Regions from separate parts of the Mus musculus genome. Here regions 1 and 2 are each linked to region 3. A link is a contact called in public Hi-C and HiChIP or PLAC-seq data. All regions are on one chromosome and are shown on one strand. The core of a region is the stretch at or near the end of the contact, and the rest is flanking DNA. Distances in the headings are between cores, read along the strand shown.

Evidence for each region. A called contact is a pair of places that touch in the nucleus more often than the background predicts. HiChIP or PLAC-seq counts read pairs in DNA pulled down with a chosen protein or histone mark.
Region 1: a Hi-C map of B cells shows a contact between it and region 3, with 14 read pairs. The contact joins the promoter of Ppt1 here to the enhancer-like site in region 3. A contact is called at or near these places in 6 of 39 promoter capture datasets (the HPC-7 cell line, cranial neural crest, embryonic stem cells and 2 more), 1 of 484 Hi-C or Micro-C datasets (B cells), 7 of 115 datasets of contacts at active chromatin or transcription factors (bone marrow-derived macrophages, differentiating embryonic stem cells, embryonic forebrain and 3 more) and 2 of 9 other capture datasets (adipose tissue and embryonic stem cells).
Region 2: an H3K27ac HiChIP or PLAC-seq map of double positive thymocytes shows a contact between it and region 3, with 7 times the contacts expected there. The contact joins the promoter of Mycl here to the enhancer-like site in region 3. A contact is called at or near these places in 3 of 39 promoter capture datasets (the 3T3-L1 cell line, cranial neural crest and frontonasal cranial neural crest), 1 of 484 Hi-C or Micro-C datasets (B cells) and 3 of 115 datasets of contacts at active chromatin or transcription factors (double positive thymocytes, embryonic stem cells and large pre-B cells).

The regions. Positions count from the first base shown.
Region 1 is chr4:122,834,914-122,837,765 of GRCm38.p6, forward strand. It overlaps Ppt1 (palmitoyl-protein thioesterase 1), which reads left to right and starts at 1,314. Exons shown (of 9, transcript NM_008917.3): 1 at 1,314-1,466. The coding sequence starts at 1,343.
Region 2 is chr4:122,994,440-122,997,198 of GRCm38.p6, forward strand. It overlaps Mycl (v-myc avian myelocytomatosis viral oncogene lung carcinoma derived), which reads left to right and starts at 1,492. Exons shown (of 3, transcript NM_001303121.1): 1 at 1,492-1,711; 2 at 2,075-2,579. The coding sequence starts at 1,631.
Region 3 is chr4:121,194,858-121,197,696 of GRCm38.p6, forward strand. All of the region lies in intron 1 of Rlf (rearranged L-myc fusion sequence), which reads right to left. Among named protein-coding and RNA genes, the nearest start is that of Rlf, 19 kb to the right of the region's middle. Within about 2 kb of position 1,559, at least 115 of the 459 cell types and tissues checked have an H3K27ac peak or open chromatin away from gene starts, as enhancers often do. A contact at or near this core is called in B cells, adipose tissue, bone marrow-derived macrophages and 1 more, where this site is marked.

The DNA of each region.
Region 1 (2,852 bases), core at 64-2,563, 1.6 Mb after region 3:
CTCTATGGGGACATGTGACTGTCGGTGTATAGAGCTCAGAAGACAGCTTGCACAACTTGTTTTTTTTAACCTCAAGCTATCATAGTTCTCAAGAGGAAAGGATCAGGAATGGCTTAGTGGCCATTGTTTTATCCAGCTGAACAATCTAGCTGGCCCAACGCTTATCAGACTGTGCACTGTATAATGCATCCTAATCCTGTATTTTAATTGGCTTTCCAATTACTAAGTAACTGCTGGTTTCAGTGGGGTGGTACAGAAGGGTTTCATGTGGGTGCACAACCGGTTATTCTTCTAGATTTTTCATATGTCGCTCTCTACAAGACTACTTCATCCTTTATAAAGCCGGTGTCAGAGAGTCCCACTGTACCGTGAATACACCCTATTTAACAGATTCCTTTAAACATTTTTAATGCTTTTTTAGGGGAAAAAATGTTTGACACTGTCATTGAGGTGCCGAGGCTGCACTGAGGGAATCTAGAAAAGATGTGGGAGCATAGACAGGAGCCTCTGGGCTATAATAAACCAGAGTGGAGCTTGGATAGGACGTAGCTATGTTTCCCATCTTCCTAGTACATGAAATACCTGAGAGTCCATGACAGCCTGGAAGTCTTATTACATCTTTAATAAGATACTTTTTTCCCTCTTCAGGAGTCCAAACTTCCTCCTCCCTAATTACATCTTTAGCTTTTGAAACCCCATCTTAGCTTTACGATCCAAACCAAACCTCACCATGATATAACTTGCCCTGGATGAAAATCAAGTCTCCCTTCCCCAGTCCCGACACTGAGCCTTTTCTTCCAAGGGCTATAAGTACTATGGCACTGTGCTGAAGAGTTTTCTGCCTCCGCCTCCGAGGACCTTACCTAATTTCTCACACATGTGCTAAAATAAAAACAGTCTCCTAGGGGGAAAGCACCTGCAGCCAAGCCTGATGGATGACCTCAGTTCAATCCCTCTGACCGCTCCTGCAAGCGGTTCTCTGGCCTCCACACATGCGCTGTAGAACGCGAGCCGTACACATATGAAACGCCCACACATAGAATTAAAATTACGTGCAAATGACATAATTGTTAGCGAATAAACAGCTCTTTTCTGCTAATACACAGCTGAAAGAGAAGGCAAAGTTCCGTAGGGGGAAGGGGGAATTGTCACCTAGGCGTCCTTGGGTGTAAAATGAGAGCAGTGCATAAGATCAATTAAAAGATGGAAAGCCCTTATATAGTAGAGTCTGGTGGGTGTTAAGCAATGAATAAACGTCTCTGTCAGGATGCAGAGCCCGGCAGGGGGCGTGGCCACCGGAATTACTTTGGTCCACAGTCCCCGCGGTCATGTGATTGCTAAGATGGCGTCGTCCTGTTCGCGGAGGCTGCTAGCTGCCGCTCTGCTGCCTTGGTGCTGCGCCGCCTGGGCCCTGGGGCATCTGGACCCACCTTCACCACCACCGCTGGTGATCTGGCATGGGATGGGTGAGTGGGCGTGGACGGGGGCATCCTTTTCCCCCCTCGGTTCTTAAATCTGGAAAGACGATAGGGATTCCACAGCACCCGCCTAGTCCAAGGTTTTCGGATTTGTTGCTCTGCACGGAAGGGACGACAACCAGGTGTCTTTAGTGAGTGCTCAGTGAGTATTGTGCACGGCTTGGTTTATGCTTTGTTAAAATCCTGGCAGCAGTAGCATCAGCCTGCAGTATCTCACAGTCAGTCCAGCCTGCCCCTGCAGAGCTGGACTGCACACTCAGGCTTTCATTCCTTCACATCTGAATAGAGATCTACCAGGGGCCTTCATGTCCTTTATACAGTTACCTCAGAGCACCTGCTATACCTGAGCATGAAGCATTCTCATCTTTCTGGAACTTGCTGTCCAGTGGGGGAAACGTATTATAAGGAAATACGGGAAACTTGTCAAATGGCCAGGAGTGCAGTGAAAACAGAAGATAGAGCCTCAGGTGTGAGCTTGTGCTTCTACGGAGCAAGTTAGAACAGGAAACGGGATTCACCCAAGAGTGACAACTGAGTAGAGCTTAAGAGGATGCAGCACCATGGAGGGAGCAACTGGCCAGATCCTCCCTCCCGCCCCACCCCCCCGGAGCTCCCAGGGATTGGACCACCAACTAAAGAGTACACATGGAGGGACCCATGGCTCCAGCTGCCTATGTGGCAGAGGATGGACTTGGACATCAGTAGGAGGAGAGGCCCTTGAACCTGAGAATGTTCGATGCCCCAGTGTAGGGGAATGCCAGGGAGGGAAGACAGGAGTGGGTGGGTGGGGAACACCCTCATAGAGTCAGGGGGAGGGGGGATTGGATAGGGGGGTTCCGATGGGGAGACCTGGAAAGGGGAAAACATTTAAATGTAAATAAAGAAAATATCCAATAAAAAAAATAAAAGAAGGAAAAAAGAGAAGAAAAAAAGGAGGACGAGGGAAGATGCCATAGGGACATGTGGTCACAGGAGCAGCAGGTGCAAAGGCCCTGAGCTTGGCAGACTAGCATGCAGAGCAGTGTAGCAGGAGCAGCGGGAGCAAGGGAATAAGAGGGTGGACAAGTATGCTGGGGCTTTTAAGATTAGTGTAAGGACTTGGAATTTCACTAGGAACTTGTGAGGTGGTAGAATTTACATTTGTAAAGAACTGTTCTAAGCCCTTTGTGCTAGCTAGCAACTGTAAAGAGCTAGTTTAGGAATGTAACTCCCCAGCACTCCGGAGGCAGAAGCAGGAGGAACACCCCGAGTTTGAGGCCTGCATGATCTACATGGCAAGTTCCACATCAGCCAGAGCTACATGGGAAGACCCATATAATTAAAATTAAAAATGACGTTGAAAGGATCTATTTCTGACACTAGATGTCTATGCAT
Region 2 (2,759 bases), core at 242-2,741, 1.8 Mb after region 3:
GGCTGCAACCAAATCAGGAGCCTTTTCTGGGCCTCCCAGTACAGCACAGAGCAGGGCATACAGGCCGTCTCAATAAAATCTGGTTGGCTAGGTCACTCAGGAAGCCAGTGCGTAAATATTGCCAGAAGTCATTCTAGGTGCAGGGACTACAAAGCGAGCCAATTCCTGCTTTCAAGGATGTCCTACACACACCTTAGACACAACAAATGGAAAATGGAGAGTCACACACACCCCCTGTCTTCTCACCCAACTCGTGGGTCATCTCACACCTCCCTGGCCCAAAACAACGGGACGTGTTTATCCTTCTGGCTTCAGTCTGTTAGGATGGCAACAGCCTGTAGTTCTGAGTAGTTAGACAAAAAGAGTAGGAGGAAGAGAAGGATGGCAGACAACCAGACACCAGACCTTGATGCCAGGTGTAGGATTCTAGATGAATTGGCTGCTATCCTAAGTTACCTTCCTTGGACCTAAATTAGTTAGTCTTTTCCTTTCTCAGAAGGTAGCCTGTTTATGATAACACAAAGGAAATATATATATATCTCCATCGTCTCGGCCAGGGATGTCATGCAAAACTTCAAACACTTTGATCCCACAGCTAGGAAGCACAAAACAGGGGCCTGAATGAAGTTTCCACACCCCTACACTCCTATCTCTAAAACAGCCGTTAGGAGAGTTTTGTGTGGAGGATGAATTCTGGGAGGCAGGGCTGTGAAGGAAGGGTCAAGTGTCAGCTATGACCTGGGGGATGACAGAGGTCTCACTACCCTCCCCAGGGATAAAGCTGCTGTTGTTCGAATTCTCTCATGTCCTTTCCTAAGGTGCTCTATCTTTTTAGTAAACAAATTCAGCCCGGCGATCCTGTGAAGTCATTACCATTCCTTCATTTCACAAGTAAAATTGGGGCTCCGAGGGATTATATATACTGCAGGCTTTCTAGCTCGGAATCTTCACTGCTATTCAAGGTTTAAGCCACTGAGCTAAAGAATGGGCTAATGGTTACTGAAGCAATGGGTTGAAGAAGCCTGGGTTCAGGGCCGAGGGCCACCAGGTGGCGCGGTGGAGGTGCAGTGTGTGCCCCACCATCACCACCACCACCTCCTCTGTCATGGGTGGGACGCACCTGAACCTGGTGGGGCGCGCCCCGGGAAGTAGACTAGCAGGGTGGGGCAGGGAGCAGCTCTAGTCCTTGGCTCTGAGTAGGCGCGGAGCGCCGCTTTAGTTAAGTCGCTTGGACCGCGGGAGCCTCTCGAACAGTCACGCCTCCACCAGGAGACTGCGGGGCTGCATCAGCTCTTCTGCTCTGCGCTCCCCAGCGTACAATTTATTAGGGAGCTTCAAGGGATAGAATAGAAACGACCAGTTCAGCCAGGAGGTGGGGCCGGCCCCACCTGTCGCCAGCGGAGAGAGGGGCGGGAGGGGGAGGGGCTTGTCTCCTAGGGACCACCCCCCCTCCTGGTCCCCAAGCCCCGGGCACGCGACGAGATATAAAGCAGTCGGGAAACAATGCGCCTGCAGATCGCGCTCCCGCGTCGATCCCGGGAGCGTCCTGGCTGCCGTGTGCGAGCGAGGCGGGGGGCGCGCGCACGGGGGGCGCGCTCGTGAGTGCGGGGCCGCGCGCTCGGTGGCGCGCATGTGTGTGTGTGCGGGCTGCCGGGCTTCCCCGAGCCGGCGGGGAGCCGCTCCGCTCCAGGTGGCGGGCGGCGGGAGCGAGGTGAGGCTGCGGGTGGCCCGGGCAGGGGTCCCCAGGGGACTGGCGGGCTGCAAGGCTGCAGACTGCCTTCGAGACAGCGCGCCCCCGCCCGGCCCTGCTGTGCCCCCGGAGCTGAGCTCCGGGCGGTGCTGGCAAAGTTTGCTTTGAACTCGCTCCCCTCAGCCTGGTCGGCCCGTTGCGAGCTGCCCTGAGCGAGCTGACCCCAGGCCAGGCTTCCCAGGAGCAGGGACCAGGGCGCGGGCTGCAAGCTGGTGGGCCTGGGGAGAGACCAGAGCCCCGCAGCCAGCTGCAGCGAGGGACTCGGAGCCGCCTCTTCCCTCGGCGGGCACCGCAGTCAGCTCGTCTCCCCCTTCCCTCCCGCAGGGAGCGGACATGGACTTCGACTCGTATCAGCACTATTTCTACGACTATGACTGCGGAGAGGATTTCTACCGCTCCACGGCGCCCAGCGAGGACATCTGGAAGAAATTCGAGCTGGTGCCGTCGCCCCCCACGTCGCCGCCCTGGGGCTCCGGTCCCGGCGCCGTGGACCCAGCCTCTGGGATTAATCCCGGGGAGCCGTGGCCTGGAGGGGGTGCCGGGGACGAGGCGGAATCTCGGGGCCATTCGAAAGCCTGGGGCAGGAATTATGCTTCCATCATTCGCCGTGACTGCATGTGGAGCGGCTTCTCCGCCCGAGAACGGCTGGAGAGAGTGGTGAGCGACAGGCTGGCCCCAGGCGCGCCCCGGGGGAACCCGCCCAAAGCGCCCGCTACCCCGGACGGCACTCCTAGTCTGGAAGCCAGTAACCCGGCGCCCGCCACCCAATGTCAGCTGGGCGAGCCCAAGACTCAGGCCTGCTCCGGGTCCGAGAGCCCCAGCGATTCTGGTAAGGACCACCCGGGGGCTAGCTAAGAGGGAGGCACCCCTTGGGTGGCCAGAGCTCTATCTACCGCTGTTTGAAATCAGGCATTAGATCTTAAACCTTCCCATCACCTCCCCATTTTCTGACTGAAGCTGTCGGTGTAGCCCCCAGCTGTGTCTGTCTGGCACGTGGGTGTGTTGGTAA
Region 3 (2,839 bases), core at 309-2,808:
CCTCAAACTCACAGAGATCCATCCACCTGGCTTTGTTTCCTGAAGGCTGGGATTAAAGAGTGCACCACCCACCACCACACCAGGCTCTTATTGAGGACTCAAATTCATAATCCCAGCACCTGCTCCCTGCAGCTGACCTTGAGCAGTTAAAACCCCAGCACCCCTTTCCTGCCTCTCATGCATCAGCACTCTTATTTACATACCCATGCAGAGACCTACAAATTTACATAATTAAAACTAATCAAAATAGACAATGTTTAAAAAAAGAGTAAAAAGGGTTGGAGAGGTTGCTTTTCTAGATTAAGAGCACTGGCTGCTCTTCTGGAGGGCCCAGGTTCACGTCTCAGTACATATAAGTCATCTGAAACTCCAGTTCCAAGGGATCTGATGCCATCCATCTTCTGACCTGTACAGGTACCAACCACAGATTACATGCAAGCAAAACATTTTTACATACAGATAAATACAATTTTTAAGTTAAATCAATAAAACAAAGGTGCAAACAAAAACAAGGGTAGAGACTATAAATTATTTGGAGGATCCTAAAAGCCAGAACCCCAGAACAAAAATGACCTGTGCTGGGATTAGGAAGAAAGAAAAGAGTATATCCTTAATGGTTATCTTTACAAAAAAAATTTTTTTTTAAATTTTGAACCAGGCACGGAGGAATGTGAGTTTAATCTCAGCACTCGGGGAGGCAGAGACAGGTTGAGCTTTGACTTCAAGACCAGCCTGATGTACATACATAGTGTGTTCCACGATAGCCAGAGCTACATAGAAACCCTGTCTCAAAAATCCTGAGTGCGTGCTTAGACGTATGTATGTGTATTGTGTACATGCTCAGTCAGAAAAGGGATTCAGAGTCCCTGGAACTGGAGTTACATGTGGTTTCGAGTCACGGTGTGGGTGCTGGGAAATAAACCAAGGTCCTGTGCAAGAGCAGCAAGAACTCTTAACCAATGAGCCATCTCTCCAGGCCTCTACAGCATATTTTGAAAAAGTATTAGTCTTCCATTTTTTATTATAAAATTAATGTCTTGTGGCTTTCAAAGTATGCCATAATTTATTCTGACACTCCAGAACTCAGATCATAAATTAAGACAGTATTTTGTTGGACAGTGCTGATCTGAATAAAATTGGATTCTAGTTAAAAAAAGAAAAGCGCAGAAAATGTTCTATTGTCTATTATTTTTACTATACCTTTCCATGTTTGGTTTTATTTAGAAACATAGATGCCTAATGATGTGTTGCAAGTTGCCAACAGTATCTAGTATAGTAACTTGATGCACAAAATTCAGAGCCTAGCAGCAATAAGGTAGATACAATATATAGCTGAGATGTACAGTAGGCTCTTATGGCACCTAAGTTTAAGTATATCCAAGCATGCTAGGCCCACAGGCTACTCTCTCTCTCTGTGTGTGTGTGTGTGTGTGTGTGTGTGTGTGTGTGTATGAGGGGGGAGGAGGAGGAGGAGAGGGAGAGGAAGATTGGAGTAGAACCTAGAGCTTCAAGCATGTTAGGCCTTGCCTAGCAGCTGCCTGCTTACAATGAGGAAGTGGCTAGGTGAAACCGCAGCTCTTTCACCTTGTGTTGTTACTTGTAACCAACTCACACTTTCCACATTAGCTACAGCCAAAAAAAAAAAAAAAAAAAAAAGTGTCTCTAGCCAGTGTCAGGCTTCCCATTTAGGCACGAATGACTTTGAATTTCTGATCCACTTTCTAAAGACTGGGACTATAGAACTGTTTTATGAGCTACTGGGTAGGGGTCCAAACTCAGAGCTTCATATACAGTAGGTAAGCACTGTACAAACTGAGCCACATCCAACCCTTCAGCTGATTTAAAAGAGACACAGAGAGACTTCCTTGTCATTTCCATCCTCCGCTGATCTATATCCCCGACCTTTACTTCATTTTTTAAATAAGAAAGCAGAAGCTGGGTGTGGTAGTGCAAACCTTTGATCCCAGCACTCAGTAGGCAGAGGCAGGTGGATCTCTGTGAATTCGAGTCTAGCCTGGTCTACAAAGTAAGTCCAGGACAGCAAGAGATGGTTACACTGAGAAACCCCCTTGAAGAGCCAAAGGGGGGGGGGGGGACGGACAGATTTTACGCTTTAATCTGAACTAGTCACCTGCCTCCAATACCCATGTTTTATCACTATTCTGTATGTCTACTCAGAACTCACAAACCTACTATCGCTTTAATAAATATGCTTATTTCCAAACTCTGCCTTTACTTCCGACTCCACTACCTTTAGTGTCTGCAGCCTCTGCAGTGTGGTCATCATTTGGCCTACTTCCTCAGAGTTTACCACATCCACCTCCCATTCGAAAGTCACTGCTTCTGGGAAGTTTTCTGGCAATAGTGCTAAGTGACACCCACTACTTTGCAATCCTGTGGTCATGTCAGGGAAGTGGCTCAGTTTAGGTAGAACTGTCTCGCCTGCTCACTGTTCTGGGTTTGATCCTAGTACCAAAAGATGGCCATGGTTTGCAGACCTGTCATCCCAACCCTTGAGAGTCAGTGACAGATGAGAAGTTCAGTGTCATCCTCATCCAGCTACAGAAGAACCTGCACCCCCAAAGCAACAGCAACAGCAACAACGACCCAACTAAAACAACTACAAGTGTCAGTTGTTCATTACAAATGAACATCGTAGGGTAACTGGATTTTTTTTTAAAGATAAGTGTGTGCATTATTTTAAAATCTGCACATAACACAAGAAATCTTATTCTGATTTTAATTTCTCAACAAATGAAATACATAAAATTCTAAATCTAGCTAAGAGGTGGAGAGTTTAATCCCAGCGCTTGGTAGGTTGAAGCAGGCAGATCATTTG